Linked DNA regions of Mus musculus: region 2 is linked to region 1. A link is a contact called in public HiChIP or PLAC-seq data. All regions are on one chromosome and are shown on one strand. The core of a region is the stretch at or near the end of the contact, and the rest is flanking DNA. Distances in the headings are between cores, read along the strand shown.

Evidence for each region. HiChIP or PLAC-seq counts read pairs in DNA pulled down with a chosen protein or histone mark.
Region 2: a contact with region 1 is called in an H3K27ac HiChIP or PLAC-seq map of embryonic stem cells, with 2.9 times the contacts expected there. The contact joins two enhancer-like sites. A contact is called at or near these places in 1 of 39 promoter capture datasets (hippocampal neurons) and 2 of 115 datasets of contacts at active chromatin or transcription factors (bone marrow-derived macrophages and embryonic stem cells).

The regions. Positions count from the first base shown.
Region 1 is chr14:72,505,037-72,507,916 of GRCm38.p6, reverse strand. No RefSeq gene overlaps it. Among named protein-coding and RNA genes, the nearest start is that of Gm30500, 15 kb to the right of the region's middle. Within about 2 kb of position 1,451, at least 63 of the 459 cell types and tissues checked have an H3K27ac peak or open chromatin away from gene starts, as enhancers often do. A contact at or near this core is called in embryonic stem cells, where this site is marked.
Region 2 is chr14:73,312,153-73,315,032 of GRCm38.p6, reverse strand. The region is part of intron 2 of Rb1 (RB transcriptional corepressor 1); the gene reads left to right. Among named protein-coding and RNA genes, the nearest start is that of Rb1, 12 kb to the left of the region's middle. Within about 2 kb of position 1,397, at least 44 of the 459 cell types and tissues checked have an H3K27ac peak or open chromatin away from gene starts, as enhancers often do. A contact at or near this core is called in embryonic stem cells, where this site is marked.

The DNA.
Region 1 (2,880 bases), core at 202-2,701:
GGGGATGCTCAGGCAACTTTGGCAATGATTGGCCTTCCTTCTTGGCTCCTGAAGATCTGACAGAGTGCCTGTTCTCCTTAATGGATGGCCTAGGCTGTGTCGGGGTGGATTGGCTAGGTCCAGGTGGTTTTCCTGGCGATATGCCTAGAAGCTGGGGCAAACAGGGTCCCCCAAGCCTTACTTAGCAGCTGCCCCAGGGACAATCAGTAGCATCAGGTATCCCCAGACCATTCACATCTCCGAGGCCTCAAGTCAACTTGGAATTGGTTAGAACCGAGATGTTTCTTTTAAGAACATTTTTTAAAAAGTATTTTTTGTATAATAATATTTTAGACGTTAGTGTCTGACCTGAAATCTTGATCTGTATGTATTTGATGGTACATGTTCAGAAGAGGAGGAAATCACATCTGCATTCTACAGTGAGCCTTTAAGAGACTATTCATCCTCCAGAGCAGGATTCTTGGCTCATCAATATTTGTGTAAGGGACTTTCGCACTCCAGTTTTCATTCTGTCAAGAAGCCTCCAACACGAGCCTCCAACATCATTTAACCTCGGCAGCTTTCAAACATCCTACATGTCAAAGATGCCCTACTGTTCCCTAAAAACTTCGGAAAGAACTTCGACTCCGAATCTGTGGACCATTTCACTCATCACTAAGTGATAGGCCTGTGAAGTATGCTGCAAAGTAGATTGGGGGTGGGGGAGGGGAGGACACTTGTAAACATCACTGTGATAGTTAGATACCAGCTAACTTGGCACAAATTCCCTGGCTGGGCAGTTTGGTTCTGGCTGGGATAGGCATCAAACGAAGCCAGGTAATGTACATTCATCAACTTCACACCTCACATCACCAGTAATGGGACATTCATTCACAAAATGGTCCTGAGGGAAACAGCTGTTATGCTAGCTATGGGAGTGGTTGTTGGGTCTGCTCTTTTAAGTCACAAACTGTCAGCCCTCTTAAACTGCAACAAAACCAAACCAATCCTTTGCCCAAGGCTGACAGACCCCCTGCCGGAAAGATTTAGCTTCAAATGGAGGTGGGGGTAGGGTAAAAACAAGACAAAAGAGATTAGGCGGCCTCCCCAGTAGCTTGTCACTTAATCTCGGAAGGAACTGGCTGCCGAGAAAGTTTGTTTGTACTTTCTTCCTATCTCTGCAGTCCGTGACTGAGTTATGTTCAGCCTCACAAGGCATTTTTTTTTTTAAGTCATAAACCCTGTTTAGGTCTCAAAGAAACACAGGACAAGGCGCAGTCCCTGTGGGTCCTTTCTGCACTCCTCACCCTGCTCCCCACCCTAACTGTCCTCAGCTGAGCGGTCCGGCTGGGCTTCCGATCCCCTCCCCCTGCTTCGCTTCCCGAGTTAATCTCAGCCATTTTGGCTATACCCTCTCGGAGCCTCTTGGCCCCTTGCTGTCTCTGTTGGCTTACAGGCGATTCCACTGGGCTCCTCCCTGGGCCCTAGCAGCTGCTTATGTCATCACCTGCCGCTGCTAGGTACAAGCCAAGTACAGCATAGGAAAAGGACTGCTGGCCTCTCTCTCTCCCTCCTCCCCTTCCCTCTTCCCTCTCCCCTTCCTTGCTTCCCCTCCCTCTGTCCTTTCTGTCCTCTCCCCCCACCCCCCCACCCACCCCCCACCCCCCGCTTCTCTGCACTCTGCTCCCTTCTGTCTGTCTCTACCCCTTCTCCAGATCCTCATTTCATTTCCCTCCCTTCCCCCAAATAAACCTCCCTATACCAGGTCTGTGACGTGACAGATACCTTGACATGGGCCCGCCAGGTACCCCCACCCATTGGCATATAACATTTCATAACAGGTTCCCCTCCTGGATCTCTGTTGCCCTGCTTGCTATGCTCCTCACCCCCCTCCTCCCCCCCAGTTCAGTTTGCAGGACATGTTCAGTCTGGACCCTTCCAAATGCCTCTGGCTGTTCTCTCCATCCTATCTACCTTGTCAACAATAACTTGGAATGGTCATGTCCCCATTTTTCACTCAGAGACCATATGCACTGGAGAACCAGCCCGCCCAGGGGAGGTGTTGTAAAAGGTCTTTCCTTTTCCTCTTGCAGTTCACTCTCACCCAGAGGCAGGAGCCTACCCACAGAGGGTCACACAGGTAGTAAAGATCCTGCTCTTCCTGGGAATTCTGCCTCAGCAAATAAGCTCACAGTCTAACCTGTGGCCCACATTGAAGCAGCTGCTGTACTTCCTCCGTTATAGCAATGGGATGCCTCAGAATATCGTGGCACAAAATTGCATTCTTTGCCAACAAGAAAAGAATTTTGACCAACTTCTTGAACAATATTTACATTTTAAGTTATTGTGTTCCTTTCTCATAATTAAAATGATTTATGTGGTGAGTTTGAAAATTAAAATTTCCTGTTTCCCATGGCTATTGTAGATTGCCTTGTGCCTGTTGAGAGACTTCAAACTGTAGCCTTTTAGATGATGTCATCACTGGAACACACCCCTAATCGTAAGGGGGGTAGACAGTTTTAGGATCTTCAGCAATTCACAAAGTCCTGCGGTATGTCAGTCAGTGTCCTAGTTAGGGTTTCCATTGTTGTGAAGAGACACTGTGACCAAGGCAATTCTTATAAAGAACAGCATTTAATTGGGGCTGGCTTACAGTTCCAGAGGTTTAATCCATTGTCATGGAAGCATGGTAGCATCCAGGCAGACATGGTGTTGGAGGAGCCAAGAGTTCTACATCGCCATCTGCAGGCAGCAAGGAGAAGACTGTCCTCTGAAGACAGACAGGAGGAGGCTATGATTCCAACCACACTGGGTGGGGCTTGACCATAGGAGACCTCAAAGTCCACCTACACAGTGACATAAGGCCATGCCCACTCCAATAAGATCACATCTCATAGTGCC
Region 2 (2,880 bases), core at 148-2,647, 810 kb before region 1:
TATATATTCATTATATGGTAATGGGTTTCATAAAAATAATGTATCTCAAGTCTGTCATATTCTTTGAGACTGTTCAACCCTCACTATTCTCCCTTCCTCCCTCTGCCTGCTCCCCTCTTGCATTGGTTTCTTTTACTGTCCTAGTCAGCTTTCTGATCTCTCATTAAGTATATATAAACAAGTAGCTTTCTGTGTGTATGTAAAATCTAGGATCCACAAATGAGGGAAAATATAAGATATTTATAGTTCTAAGTCTGACTTAATTTTCTTTATCTGATGACTCAGTTTCCAGCAAACAACATGATTTTGTTAACTAAAACTCTGCTGTGTATGCATACCATTTCTTTATCCATTTATCTGTTGACAGACATATAGACTGATAACATATTACAGCCACTGTGACCAGTGCTTCTGTAAACATGGATGTGCAGGGGTATCTGTAGTATACTGACTTTGTGTCCTTTGGGTGTCTATCTGGGAATGGGTATATCATATGGTAAGGCTGGCTCGGCCAGTTCACATTCCCATCAGCAGTGTATAAAGGTTCGATTAGTAGCAGAAACCATTTTGGGCTGTAGAATTAAATATATACAAATAAATGTGACTGCTTTCTTGCCTTACCCCCTTCTCTTCCTGGCTTTGTTCCTACCTTTCCGTAGGACTGCATAATTTAAAATATTACTTCCTAGTGGAGGTCATGATAGGAATTAGAATATATGAATTATTCCTGGTTGTGTGGGGGAAGAGGACAATAGAGGACTTTGTGTTACTTTTAGGACTTGATACATTTTGAAGGGTGTGGAAGACTATTCTTTTGTCCTGCTGTAATTCAACAAACCCTTTCTTTACAATATGCGAGTGTTTAATGTTGAGAGTTGGCCTAAGAATGATGGAATGTGTTCAGAGAAGCAAATGCAAAGACAGAATGAACCTGTTTGCAAAGCAGCTGTTGTGGTCCCAGTTGTCTGTTCTCTGAAACAAGAGAAATGTCGTAACTTGGGGGAACCCTTTTTGGCATTTGAAAGTGGATGGTGTTTATTGAGAGAGGATGGGTTAAGATTTCTAGTCAGAATGAGCTGTTTCAAGTCTGAAATAAAGCATGTGGTGACGCCACACTCTTGAGCAAATGACCTTAAATGTCCAGTCCTTGGTTTTCTCATTCGTAAAATGGGCTATCAGTAATTTCCAGATCTTGGAATCATTGTGAATATAAATAAGTTAACACATATTAAATATATGCAAGGTAATTTATTGAGTCAAACTCTACATAGTTTTTGTTCTTTAAAAGAAACAAAACAAAAAACCAAAATTCTATCTTATCCTGAAAGACTACCTTGTGGGCATGACACAGCCAATGCAATCATGATCTCACAGTGGCAGCAGCTGCCATCAGTGTGCCTGCACAGGCCTGGGCTTGTCAACAGTCAGTCATAGATCGGTGAGAGGCCCATTTGGCCTTACCCCTCCCTGCTGAAATATGAGCTACTGATGGATTTTTGGGGAGGGGCCGACACTGTCTTCAGTTGTGTACTCGTGATGAGTTCACCGTGCTCCAGTGAATGGTAGCAAACTCAGGTTGCACTGGCATCCCTTGTTAAACGCTGGGTTACAAAACAAAACAGAAGGGCCTGAGTGTGAGAAGGGGACTGGCCAGGAGGGAGTGTGTACTGGATGTCGGAGGGAAATGAGAAGGGGAGGATGAAAATAGCCAGAGTACACTACCCACGTGTATGAAATGGTTACAAGAACAAATTCAATCAGAAATTCCATTTTAATTGGCACTTGATTAGTACTTAAAAGACAAACCATCTCGATGGCTCAGTGGGTAAATTGTTTGCTGTACAAATGTGAGAATTCAGTTGTCTCCTTTACACCTGCCTACCTAACTCCTGACACAGCTGCAACACTTATGTGTAACCCCAGAATTGAGAGACAGAAACAGATGAATCCTGGGGTCTTGGTAGTCAGCCAGCCTAATCTAAATGGCCAGCTCCAGGCTCAGCGGGAGAACAGGTCTCAGAAGAATAAGGTAGAGGTGACAGAGGAAGAGATCCAGTGTCCATCTCTGGCCTTCGTACATGCATACGTGGATGAGCACACATACACACACATAGTTAAAAGGAGGTAAAGCAACTTCAGTCTGGGTTCAGGTGGATGTGTTCAAGAGTTCAATATCTATGGCAGCTATAGACTTACATAATGTTTCTTAAATTTTGATTTAGAAGTCAGAATTATTCCTTGATTTATACTGCTGATGGAATTTTAATCCAGTGGGCATGAAAACAATATTACCTGGTACATCTCTTTTAGAGCCCTAGGGTGGTCAAGTACATTTTCAGTTAAGCAAAAATATTTTTAAAGATTTTTCTCTTCTCATCTGTAGGTCTTCAGATTTTAACAGCAGGCGTCTACTATTTAATAAACCATGCTGTAAGCACGCATACTGTCATCCAGGTTTTGTTTTATTTGTTAACGGTTAGTCCAGCAATGGCTGTCTCTCAAAGGAAAGGCTGAACCTGGTAGTTGTTTAGTCCATGAGGATACATGTTTCAACTTGCCAGGATGAATGAGGGCAAGTGGGCAAACCCCAAAACTTACTGTTCCATGTCCTTTTATGTGGGCTGTCACTAGAAAGTGTGACCCTCCCATCTCAAATGATCCAATCAAGAAAATCCCTCAGAGGTGTGCCCAGCTGTTTGTGGTTTTGTTGTTATATTTTATTTTGTTTTTCCAAGACAGAATTTCTCCGTATAGCTCTAGCTATCCTGGAACGTGCTCTGTAGACTAGGCTGTCGTTGAACTCACATCAGTCTGCCTGCCTCTGCTTCCCAAGTGCTGGGATTAAAAGCCTGTGTACCACATACAGCCTGCTTTTGTTTT